4 separate regions of the Hordeum vulgare genome follow, and all the other regions are linked to region 3. Evidence: chromatin contacts called from public Hi-C data. All regions are on one chromosome and are shown on one strand. The core of a region is the stretch at or near the end of the contact, and the rest is flanking DNA. Distances in the headings are between cores, read along the strand shown.

The links. A called contact is a pair of places that touch in the nucleus more often than the background predicts.
Region 1: a contact with region 3 is called in a Hi-C map of leaf, with 8 times the contacts expected there. The contact joins the promoter of LOC123430105 here to the enhancer-like site in region 3. A contact is called at or near these places in 3 of 6 Hi-C or Micro-C datasets (leaf and seedling) and 1 of 1 datasets of contacts at active chromatin or transcription factors (embryo).
Region 2: a Hi-C map of seedling shows a contact between it and region 3, with 3 times the contacts expected there. The contact joins two enhancer-like sites. A contact is called at or near these places in 3 of 6 Hi-C or Micro-C datasets (leaf and seedling).
Region 4: a contact with region 3 is called in a Hi-C map of leaf, with 5 times the contacts expected there. The contact joins the promoter of LOC123430104 here to the enhancer-like site in region 3. A contact is called at or near these places in 4 of 6 Hi-C or Micro-C datasets (leaf and seedling).

The regions. Positions count from the first base shown.
Region 1 is chr2H:371,434,126-371,437,301 of MorexV3_pseudomolecules_assembly, forward strand. It overlaps LOC123430105 (L-ascorbate oxidase homolog), which reads right to left and starts at 1,909. Exons shown (of 6, transcript XM_045114016.1): 1 at 1,459-1,909; 2 at 1,059-1,168; 3 at 567-934; 4 at 1-491. The coding sequence starts at 1,596.
Region 2 is chr2H:372,811,815-372,814,656 of MorexV3_pseudomolecules_assembly, forward strand. No RefSeq gene overlaps it. Among protein-coding and RNA genes, the nearest start is that of LOC123426318, 63 kb to the right of the region's middle. Within about 2 kb of position 1,442, at least 3 of the 3 cell types and tissues checked have open chromatin away from gene starts, as enhancers often do. A contact at or near this core is called in leaf and seedling, where this site is marked.
Region 3 is chr2H:372,115,442-372,118,299 of MorexV3_pseudomolecules_assembly, forward strand. No RefSeq gene overlaps it. Among protein-coding and RNA genes, the nearest start is that of LOC123426316, 290 kb to the right of the region's middle. Within about 2 kb of position 1,425, at least 3 of the 3 cell types and tissues checked have open chromatin away from gene starts, as enhancers often do. A contact at or near this core is called in leaf and seedling, where this site is marked.
Region 4 is chr2H:371,311,243-371,314,140 of MorexV3_pseudomolecules_assembly, forward strand. LOC123430104 (protein transport protein SEC31-like) reads right to left here and starts at 1,437. Exons shown (of 1, transcript XM_045114015.1): 1 at 1-1,437. The coding sequence starts at 497. The coding sequence ends at 39.

The DNA.
Region 1 (3,176 bases), core at 659-3,158, 680 kb before region 3:
GTTCACGGCGTACCGTCTCTGCCCAGCGACGACGGGAGCGGAGCTGGCCAAGACCAGTGTCCTGGACGTCTGGATGGTGCCGTAGTGGAACGACCCCTGCGGGTTGGGCCGCGCCGCGCTGGCCGTCAGGTTCCACCGGAACGACCTTGCCTGGTTCATCGACCACTCGATCTCCTCCGGCGGCCCTGCCGGGAGCGGGCCAGGCGCCATGGAGGTGGCGCTGCTGTAATGCAGCGTCCCGACCGCCGTCAGCGGGGTGGTGTCGGCCGGGTTGAACCGCGTCGACGCCACCACGGCGTAGTCCATGGGCGGCTGGTCGAGGGTGACGAGGAACGCCACAGACTGACCGACGTGCACGTCCAGGGAGTCGTACACGTTCTGCACCGGGTGCGTGCCTTCCACCTCCGCCAGCCTCAGAGAATGGCCCTGGATCCGGAAGTTGATCGACGTCTTCATCCCGACATTGGACACCCTCAACAGATACGTCCTCCCTGAATAACAAAACCAAGACTGTTATTCATTTGCAGTGCCGGTTTCGGAACAGAGACTGTGAGAATGCTGCCTACCTTGGTCGCCCACCAAGGTGGCGGAGGGCATGCCGTTGATGAGCAGCGCGTCCGGGAACGGGAGCGGCGCGCCGGAGTCGAGTGTCTGGCGGAGCTGGTCGTGTCCGGCGAGGTACCAGTCACCGACGAGGAGTGTGAAGTCGCCGGCGGGGAGCGGGTAGGGGACGGGGATGGAGGGCCGCTGGTAGACGTTGAGGGCGCCGAACCCCCCGGCGGCGCGGTGCAGCGCCACGGAGGGGAAGTAGGTGAAGGTGCCGATCTGGTCCTTGGCCTGGAACTTGTAGGTGTAGTTGGCGCCTGGCGGGATGGGGCAGTTGGTCCCCGCCACGCCGTCCTGCCATGAGTTCTTGCGCTGCTTGATCCCGTTCCTGCATTTTTGCATTGGCGTTTGCAAGTAGAGAGTGAGCTCGGCCAAGAAACCTTGTCCGCCACCATTGGTGTCGTCCGGTTGCAAGAAGATAGGAGGTTGGGGAAGAAGTTGAATATACGGACCATGTGATGAGGAACGGCTCGTCGAGGTTGTTGACCACGTTGACGATGAGGTTGTCGTTGGTGACGCAGTCGATGCGAGGGCCCGGGAACTGCCCGTTGATCAGGATGCCCTTGAACAAAGATTACTGGTCAGTCAGTCCGATAATTATTTTTTTCCCTCACCTCACCGGTATGGTGACTAGTACTAGTAATTTTCACGGTACCACTAAATTGCAAGTAAAAAAAAATTGGGACGAAACTGGCATCAACCAACATTGTGGAAAATTTGGGCATGAAAAATCACCAGTCATGAGCAATATTTGGCATTTGGGAAGCACCCAGAAACGACAAAGTGAGAGGGTACCCCCAATCTATGTAGCAAAATGCAGGGAGGTGGCCACCCACATTGGTTGTAGCGTACCTGCTGGGTGGTGCCGAGCGGGTTGATGGGGCCATACGTCACAATCCAGGTGAAGTAACGGTAGGGGTCATCAGCGCCGGCGAGCCTCGCCGCCAGGAGGAGCAGGAATGCCAATGGCAGAGAAGGCCTGGGAGGCATGGAAGGCGGCCCGGGAAGAAGCTCTAGATCTGGAAGGAGTGAGTGGAGTCGCAGAAAGAGAAAGAGAAGGAGATGGCCCTTATTATAGCTGGAGCTGCTATCTTTCGCCGGCCGCAGCTGTGCTCGTGCTTTGCGTTAACAAACCGGAATTGGAAGGGAAAGTATGCTGGGATGCAAGTTGCGGGGCGAAAGGAAAGGGTATAAATGGAGGAGGACGGCGGGAGTAATAAAGCGAGCGGGGAATGCGGCGTTGAGCTACGGCGGCAGGGGAATGAAAGTGGCGAGGAAGAAGACAGCTTGGGCCGAGCTGTCCCCCTCCCCTCTTTTCAGTCCACGGTACGCTGCGGCAGGCTCCCTAGTCACTCTCGGCTGCTCACTCGCTCCGGTCCGGTGTGAACGCAGCTGCGCTGTCCAGTCTGCTAATTTCCTTCCTTAATAGTGGGTGTACGGTAGATATACCGTGTACTCGCTGCTGCTGATATAATTGCCGGTAAATGCAGAAACTTCGAGTACTGCAAAACCTTTCTCATTTTTCCTTCTCTTCAGTGGAGTGGTTAGTCCTAACCCTAGGAACATGCACTGCTCTGCATGCATGGTACGGCTAATTCCGACTTTATAGAGACTTCCGGATTCAAATTCACAGGATATATTAGTATACTTCAACTGCCCGGCAGTTCAAAGTACATGTAGTCGTGGTGGACTACTGTTTGCTTTTGCCGCCGTGGAAAGTGTTGTGTGTCTGGCTCCATAATAACATTATTACATCGTTTCCCAAAAGAAGCTAATGGTATCTCTCTCTCCCTCTATTTTTTAGGGGAGAAGCTAATGGTATCGTTAACTGGATATCATCCTTTTTTTTCCTGGGTTTTACTCTGTCATTGATCTTTCTTTTCATTATTAGCAGGACAAAATCGTTGTATATGTACATTACCACTGAGCTGAACAACTTCTCTGTAAAAGAAGCTTCTTCTCTGCAATGAGGAAGGAAGCTTAGCTTGGAAGAAAACCAAACCAAAAGAGTATCCACACCCAGCACTCTGGCACCGGCAGTAAAGAGAAAAGGGAACACTCCAGCATGCTTACCGACTCTTTTCATGGCTTTAATACTACTCTACATACGCTAATTGTGCAGATGTTTTCCTTTTGTTATAATAACGCATAGAGCTTTCTCTATCATACGGTGCCAGTCTAAAGTCTAAAGAATGACGGGCAAACATTCGTTCTGAAAGAATACAACCATACTCTCTTGTATAAACAATACTGCTACAATCGTAGAATGTTTATCCACATCACACAGCCCTGATAATGTTTACTAAGACAGCCACCAATAGATTAACAAAGATAGCCGATTCAGTTGTTCAACCAACACAGTCAGCGTTCATGCCTGGGCGACACATTTTGGAGGGTGTTGTTGTGGTTGACACTTTCATTCATAAGGGGAGTGTCGGTGTTAAAGTTAATGATGACATTGCTAATTTCTTTCAAACACATAAGGGGTTAAGACAGGGGGATTCAACGTCTAGAATATCGTTTAATATAGTAGCAGATATGTTGACAATACTCACTGAAAGAGCCAAAGA
Region 2 (2,842 bases), core at 192-2,691, 700 kb after region 3:
GAATAAAATAGCAATAAGGGGTTTGTTGCAAGAATACACAAAAGGGGTTGGAGATGCTGCTGTAAATTTTGCAACAAGAGTATTTCTGCAAGAATATAGAGAAGAGGTTGAAGATGTTGCACTTTTGCAATTGGGATCTTGTTGTAGGAATTCTGTTTGCAACAAGAATTTTGTTGTAGGAAAACAAAGATTTTTTTTTTGCAAATGAGATCTTGTTGCGGGAATGAGGTTTGCAAATGGGGCTTGTGGTAGAAAATAGAACAGTGGAACCCACGGCTCACATCATATAATTGAACGGCTTGGAAGGCGGCGGATCTTTTAAAAGATCCGCCGACACACATTTAGGAGGCCTCAACAAAAAATATATAACATGTATGGTTAATAGTACCCACCAAAAATACTTATAATGTATTAAAAATATATTAAACCTGTATTTGGAAAAGGTGTATATGTGTAATGTTCCTGATGTATAATGTCTTTTACATCGTGTAAGAAAAAATTAGTTATTGAACATTTTGTTTAAATTTATTAATAACTTATTTGAAACATGTTAAATGTGTATTTTAAAAATGATAATAATTTTGTATAAATAATGTTCCTGACATATAACAAATGTACAATGTGAAGTAAAAGATTATACATAAAAATGTATATTTCAAAATGAAATAGAGAAAACAAATAAAAAGTAAAAACTTAATAAAACAAGAAAGAAAAATAAAAAAACCCTGAAAACAGAAAAATAAAACACACTAAAGCCAAAGAAATCGAAGAAACAAGAAAAAAACTAAGAAAGAAACGAAAAAGATGGTCACGAATGAGCGAGCAAACAGGAACGAGCAAAATAGGCCAGCTAAGACTGTACGGCCACGAAAGCTTTAGGCGAACCATAGCTAGTCTCGGCGGCAAACCCTATTTAGTGACAAAGGCGTCGGTTACAGGCAAAAAGTGTTAACCGGCGTCTGCAGCGCTCTACAATGGGCCGGCCTATCTAGAAATTCATCATGAACTTTTTTATCCCGTAAACTATTTTAGTCTACGAACTTTTTTTGAAATTGGTGAACTTTTTCCAAAATAGATGATTTTTTTATTTGAAATCGATGAACTTTTTCTAAATCGGTGATCTGTTTTTAAAATGAACGAACATAATTTAAAATTCATAAACTTTTTCCAAAATTAGTGAACACTTTTTAAAAATTGTTGAACTTTTTTTCAAAATCGACGATATTTTGGTTGAATTCTATTAACTTTTTGAAAAATCATGAACGTATTTCCCAAAGTCGGTGATTTTTTTTTCATAATCGTTGGTTTTTTCGAAAATCTAAAGTTTTTGAAAATTCTGTAACTTTTTTTCCTTTTTTAATAACCATTTTATATGGGCTGGTCCATAAAGATGGGCGCAGCAGGCGCCTGTTCCCTTAGTGGCGCCTGAAGCGCTACATAGGAGGTCCCAGTCTCGGCTTACGCTAGATATATAGCTCTCACGGCCGGAACTAGCTTCCGTAGGACGTACACGTCTAACCTAACTTGCCGGCTCAAAAATAAAAATATATCGCAGTCGCTCGCTCTAGCTCGTTTTATTTCTCTTCTGTCAAAAAAAACTCGTTTTATTTCTCATGAGTGGAGCATCATCGAGTGGTGCCGTTTGAAAGGAAGTTGTGCGTATATTTTCATTTAAAAAATATATAAAATCCTTGCTTCTTTCTAAAAAACATCTTACAAAAAATCCTTACCTTCATCTAAAAAAGAAGTAAAAAAGTAAAAGTAAAAAACAAAATTACCACCACAGTCTACCAGCGAGCCCCACTTTGCATAATCCACCATTCAAAAAATACCTTACGTCCTGATTTCCATCTAAAAAAATACATTTAGAAGATAATCCCCACCTTCATCTAAAAAGAATTCTCAAAAACTTCTTATTGCAGCCAAACAACTTGCGCCATGTGCCATGCACTTCACGCCAGGCTTAATGGGTTTAAATTTCGCTTGCTCATTAAAGAAAAAAGTTTCACCTGGTTTGACGAAGCCAGTTATGGTATTCTTATAGATCTGAAAATTTCATGTAATCAAAATCGACCATGATTTTTAGGGATTTTAGAAAAATGTTTCAAAAATAAAAAAGTTCATGAATAAATAAAATATGCACAAATTTGGAAAACAACCAAAATTTAAAAAATATTATAAATATAAAAAAGTGTTCGGATTTATCTTAAAGATAAGCATGTATTTAATAAAAATAATCATTATATTTGAGTAATCACGAATGTGCAAAAAAGGAATTTTAAAATGTTCGCGTTTAAAAAAACGAAAATAAAAAATAGAACAAAAGAAACTTAAAAACGACGAATAAACACAAAAGAAAAATACGGTCTCAACGAGAAAACAAACCATTCATGGAATTTTAAAAACTTCAAACACCATAAAATCACTAGTTAGGAAATATTTCTTTGAAAGGTCACTCTCAAATTTTTTAATGATGATAACTTTCGCAACAATATGCTTTCGCGGGGAAGCACAATTGTACTCCATGGACTTGGCAAACGAAAACTATAAAAAACATTTAAAAAATAAGAGGCAAGCCAAAAAATGAAAAACACAAAATAAAACTCACAATAGGGAAGCACCCACGGTGCGCCACATAACGTTACTAGGATGCATCACATGGCATGTTGGGCGTTCCCACGGTAAGGGAAGTATTTTTCGTCGGGTACCTGCCAACTACTTGCTCACAAAAATTCTATCACTGTGCATCTACATAGGTCGTCCCGTTGGTTTTAAGGTTTGCCCGAGCATATTAATAACATGATGTTCTAGGGCAAAGAGTTGATAAGAAATTAAGTGTCAT
Region 3 (2,858 bases), core at 175-2,674:
AGAGGTGTCATCGCCACCCCAAACTCTGAGAAACGACGATAGATGATCGTCGAACCAACCCACAATGAAAAGGTTGTGTGGAGACACATGAAGATCCGTGCGCGACCTCACCCATTGTGAAAAGACAAACACAACTCTCACACCAACAGAGAGCTACGAAGGAGAACCAAGCAAGATTGATGTCTTGGAAGATCACTGAACGAACCACCTACAACCTGTCATCGTACATCACTAGGCCCCGCCGTCGCAACTTTAACTTGACAGCAACAAACCAGCCAAGGCCATCCCACGAACACGTCGAAGAAGTGCCGACTACCGCAACTAACGTCGCGTCTTGAACATCACTCTCTGTGGCACCATTGCCACGCCCGCGATGCACCATCAAGCGTCTCTCCCCCATCACCCCCGCTCCCTCGCCGCGCGAGCGCGACCATCGCACCCAAGCGCCCGTTGGAGTGGCCATACCGCACCGCCCAACTCGAGCGGGAGGAGAAAATGGCCATGCCGCCACCGCGTAGTGCAGGCTTTGCCTGATGACGCATGCCGACGGTGGCGAGGGGCGGTGAGGTGTGACACGCGCGACGGCTATGGTTCGCTCCTCGCCACCCGCGGGAGCGACCAAGGAGCGTTCTCGTCCGTTAATGTCGTCACTGCTAACTTTTCAAAATAGCTTTAATGACTTGTTCGATCGGCACTAATTTCTGTTCACTTATAAGTCATTATACGTCATTTTCCAGTAGTGCAGACTTATTTGGTAGCTGCTACTTCTTTCTCGCAATCCATAGCTCCACGCGAGGAGGGCACTTGAACATTGCGTGGAGTCATCATCACATAGCTGACCACAGCCAAGTTTGGATACTTGCGGCAAGACAGCATTCGCCTAGAGTAAGCTAGGAACACGGTGATTAACCATGCTGCCATGCATGTCAGCGCAGTATCATTGCTCCATGCTATGGACATTCACTAGCCGTTAGAAGACTCGGAACCCTCTGACCGCGTTCCCTTGCAAAGACATAGCATACGTGCTCCCTTTTTAAATACTCTTCGAAATTAATTGTCACATAAATATATAAAAATAAATGTATCTAAAAAAATACATCTAGGTATATTCATTCTTATGACAATTATTTTCGGGCCGAAGAAGTATAAGTTTCATAGAGAAATTCACTAAATACATAGAGCAAAATGATTGAATCTACACTCTAAAGTATATCTATATATATTCGTATGTAATTTTTTAGTGAAACATTTAGAAAAACTTATATTTGAAAATGGTGGAGGTAATTTTTTATTTTTTGAGGGATGCAAAGACATATTCATAGCATTCTTTTGCTTGCATGCTTCCTATGGACAACGCAATTACTCAAACGTCAGGTTCGGGTGGTTTGCTTCGGACCAGACTGCTCCCCGTGACTTGTTGATAGGAGCGTCTACAGGCCAGCTAGTTATGGGTTGGGCTGTTGATCGATGGTGTTAAGCCCTCGGGCTGATCAGGGGCTAGGGTGTCATCTCGTTTTCTTTTTAAATCAATGTACAAATCAGCTACGGTTTCTCATGGATTCAAAGAAGGGCTGGCCGACTGCTCTAGTGATCAATTATTTCTACTACTCCCTTCGTTTCTTTTTTACTTGAATTATAAGACTTGTTTGTAGTCAAACTACTCAAAAATTACCAACATATATTAAAAACAATCAACATCTCCAATACTAAAGTTCGGAGCTGGAGCTAATGTGACCCTGATGCACCATTTAACCATAGTATAAATTTTTCAAGCACCGATATACTAAATATTTTTCAAGCACCGATGCACTGGATAAGGATGTATTTCAGACATAAACTACGTTGATGTATAAATACAAAATGCATTTTTTTAATATAATGATAAAATAAAAAAACTTGCATGACATGAACTATATATATAGTTATTAGTGTTAAAACACTGTCCGATGCCCCACGTTTAGCAAAAACACATTCATGTAAATATATTTAAATAGGGTTTAATTCAGTACAATCTTTACAACTTGTAATTTTTTAGGGAAAATAACACATAAAATTATATACGAAGCACAATTAGAATCGAGGGAGTCATGATTGTAATCTGTAGAAGAAAAACATCTAGAAGAGAGGGAAGACAAGTAACAGGAGCCGGCTTGCCTTACTTCCTCGCAGGATGTCGTAACTGCGGGTAGCCGCGTGGCCATGTGCCGGGCGCCTGGCCGCTCGGCATCGGAACAGATCAAATCAAATGTCAATCATATCGATATAGACATGGGGTATATGTGGATCACTTGCCGGCGGCCACCGCTGCGATCGTTGGTTGTTCTCGGCTGTTCGAAAGTCGGGACAACAAAAGCCGACGAGAGGAGACGGTTTCCTAATCAATTGTTCTTTGAGCAAACCCTAATCAAGGGATGGATTTGCTATGTTCATCATATAGCCGGATCGATTGATCGTGCGTGCGTGCATAAGTGCCTACCGTGTGCAGCAAACGTTCTTGATGTGGGCTGCAACGTACATAAGTGGCAGTACACGGATCGAATGGATCAGCGTTGAGCACGAGAGCCTTCTAAAGACAGATTTCATGGGCCGTGTAGCACTTCTGCTTGCCTACCTGATGCCTTGAGCTTTATACCTGGTAATCAGTACTAAAAACGTATTTGGACCATGTAGCATGTGCCACAGGGTGGTCCTATTGGGCTCCGTCCCTGAAAGTTATATTGTAAGAAAATTAATTTCATGATGTATTCAATGATATTGAATTCGTACTATCAATGTTGATATTGTTTCAGATAAAGTTGGTCAAATTTTATAAAATTTGACTCCAAACAAATCTTATCTTACCTATTAATAAAGCAAAT
Region 4 (2,898 bases), core at 187-2,686, 800 kb before region 3:
CTCCTTCGTCGTCGCTGGCAAGCGGCGAGGTCCTCCTTCTATCCCTCTTGCACGGCCTGGGAAGCATGGGGGCGCTCGGCCGGGAGAGGCGTGGGGCGCGGTGCGCGCCGGCAAGTGGGCGCGACGAGATGGCGCGGCACGCGTGGTGCACGCGGGCGATGGCTGCGACGCGAGCTTGCGACGATCGCGGCGGGCGCGACGCGAGCAGGCTGACGATGCGGCGAGTGTGGCACGTGCAGGCGGAGGGGCTGCGGCACCACGCTACCGGTGACGGCGCCCTGGATGTGGGACACGGCGGCGCATCTCGACTTGTTTGGGCCTGATCTGGGCTCAGCGGGGTCGCTCGTCCTGGGCTGACCAAGCATTGCCGCTGCTCGACAGGGCGCTCCCGGCGCAGATGGTGGTGGTGCTGCCTCGAGGAAGGAGAGGTTGCGAGATGGTGGTGGTCGGTGGGGAGAGCCGGAGTGGAATGGCGCCACCGTCTGGTGGCGTTGCATCCTTCAGGTTTGTGGCTAGCTCGGCGTGCTATGGCAGGTGATGGCGTGAGGGTATGGTGGCCCGCGGGTGACGAATGGCACCGTCGATGGGCGTTGCATCCACCCGTAGGATTGGCCACACGCCGGTCTGTCCTGGGAGTTGCTTGAGGTGGCAATCATCCCCACTGCCAGCGGTATAGGATGGCCTCTCGTCGGTGGTCTGGTCTTGTTGCTCGCTTTCAATGGTCTGTGTGTGGATTGTGGGCATGATGTTGTTGTGGACGACGGCGACACCTGCGGGCGCCGTGACCTTCTTAAAGGTGTTGTCTAGGACCTTATCATCCTCCTCCCGTGCAACAGGGGAAACCCCAGATCGAGCAAGCTGGTTCAGGCAGTGGCGGCGCTATGCGTCGTTACCTTCTTGGAGGCACTGTTCGGGTTGCTCGCGGAGTGCTACTATAGTGTTTGGTGCTAGAGTTGGCCTCCACTTAGAGTGTGGGCCCCAAGGGTGCAATGTACACTGATGCGGCATCTCTTCGACGACGCTTTCCTCAGGTCCAGTCAGGTCATGTTGTCCACTCCTCTCTCTTTTCGGCATCATGGATGGACCGTACGTTGACGCGTGCTTGCCTGGGGTTTGGTTTGTTTGCTTCAGTTGTAAAGCGTTCTTGTGACTCTGTGTCCTGACCTCTCGCCATCTTGGCATGGTTTAGGCAAGGATTTTCCTTGTTGTTGTGTGTATGGTTGTGCGTTGTAAGCCGGTTGACAACTTCTGTATGGTTTTCGGGTTCGGTTTTTCTTATAAACTAGACCAATCCTTCTTCTGTTCAATGAATTTAGCAGTGATTCTGCTGACTTTAAAAAAATACAATGAGTAAACCTGCGGCAGGTTACACTATGTAGCATGTGTAGGTATTAAATGCATGGTCGGTTGGAGTGGCTCTATGTGTGTGATGGAAGTTTTGTGCATACACGGACACCGCGTCTCATTTGCTTGGCTTTCCGAGCACCGCCCTTGTGACATCATGGCTAACGTTTTTGGAGCCCTCGCCTCAATTAAGTGAGGATTCACTGGATGATAAGTTTTCACAAAGATTTGCACGCCATTACATGGTTTTTTTCCCTCTCTTGTATTATAGTAAAAAAAGGCTTCTATGTCTTTCTTCGATTCGTCCTTATTTTTAGGATGGCCCATCTCTTAGTGGACTTAGGATACCCCAATTTTTATTATGCTTACAAATGCCCCCATCATAATTCCTCCTCACTTTAGAAGGAGGCCACAAGCAAGGCTATAGATGAGGACGCTCCATAGGTTGACGAGGACGATGCGTCGTATGTTGATGTCGGCAGTAGGTGCGCATATCGAGCATGGTGCGTGCAAGGTTGACCCTGCAAGGTCGGCATCCCACGGGCCGAGATCGTGTAAGATGGAAAGAACAACGACGAATCATTTGTGGCGTGGGAGAGCGAAACAAGAGGTCTCCTCGACACCACCTGCAAAGGTGGAGTCCACCGTCGTCTCCGCTTTTTAGATAGGTGTTTCTTTTTTTATTAGGAGAGAGGGAAAAACACACACAATGTGATCGTGTTGAAAGCCAAGACGGATCGGAATAAAAGTCCGACCAACTCGAGGCCCACGATATGTCCCACACGACATCTCATCTCTTGAGAAATAAAGGAACTTGTTCGATTGACAATCCCTATTCGTCTTGTTTTTTTTTTATCATTTTCAGATATTTGTGAACACTTTACAAACCTATGAACATTTTAGAAATCGTGAACAATTTTTGCCATTCATGTGTAGTATTTGAATTCACGGACATAATTTCCATATATACGAACATTTTATAAAATTCATGAACATATTTTTCAATTTGGAAAAGTTCTTAAAATTCATGGACATTTTTTAAATACCGCGAATATTTTTAAAATTCATGAAAACCATTTGAATTTGTAAAAAAATGAATTGCTGAATATTTCTTGAAATGCTTACAAATATTTTTTAAATTTACGAACAATTTTCGGATGCAAGTAGAATTTTTATCATTCAAGAATAATATTGAAATTCAATAATATTTTTAACTCGGCTACAATTTTTTGAACTAACAAACATTTTTTGAATTCAACAACATTTTTTTTTAAAGAAACTAGAAACAAAAATAAAAATAACCAATAAAAAGAAACAGAAAAATTAGGGAAGGCCCGCCCTTTATTTTTGAATAAAAAATAGCCAAAATAGAAAGATTTTTTTTATTTCACGAACTATTTTTCTAATAAAAAATATTTTAAAATTCAACAATAATTTGGAAATTCAAGAACATTTTCCCGTTCGAGAATAATTTTTTGGACTTATGATTTTTAAATTTTTCAAAACTTTTAAATACTCATGAACATTTTTGAAATACAAAAATGTTTTTTTAGT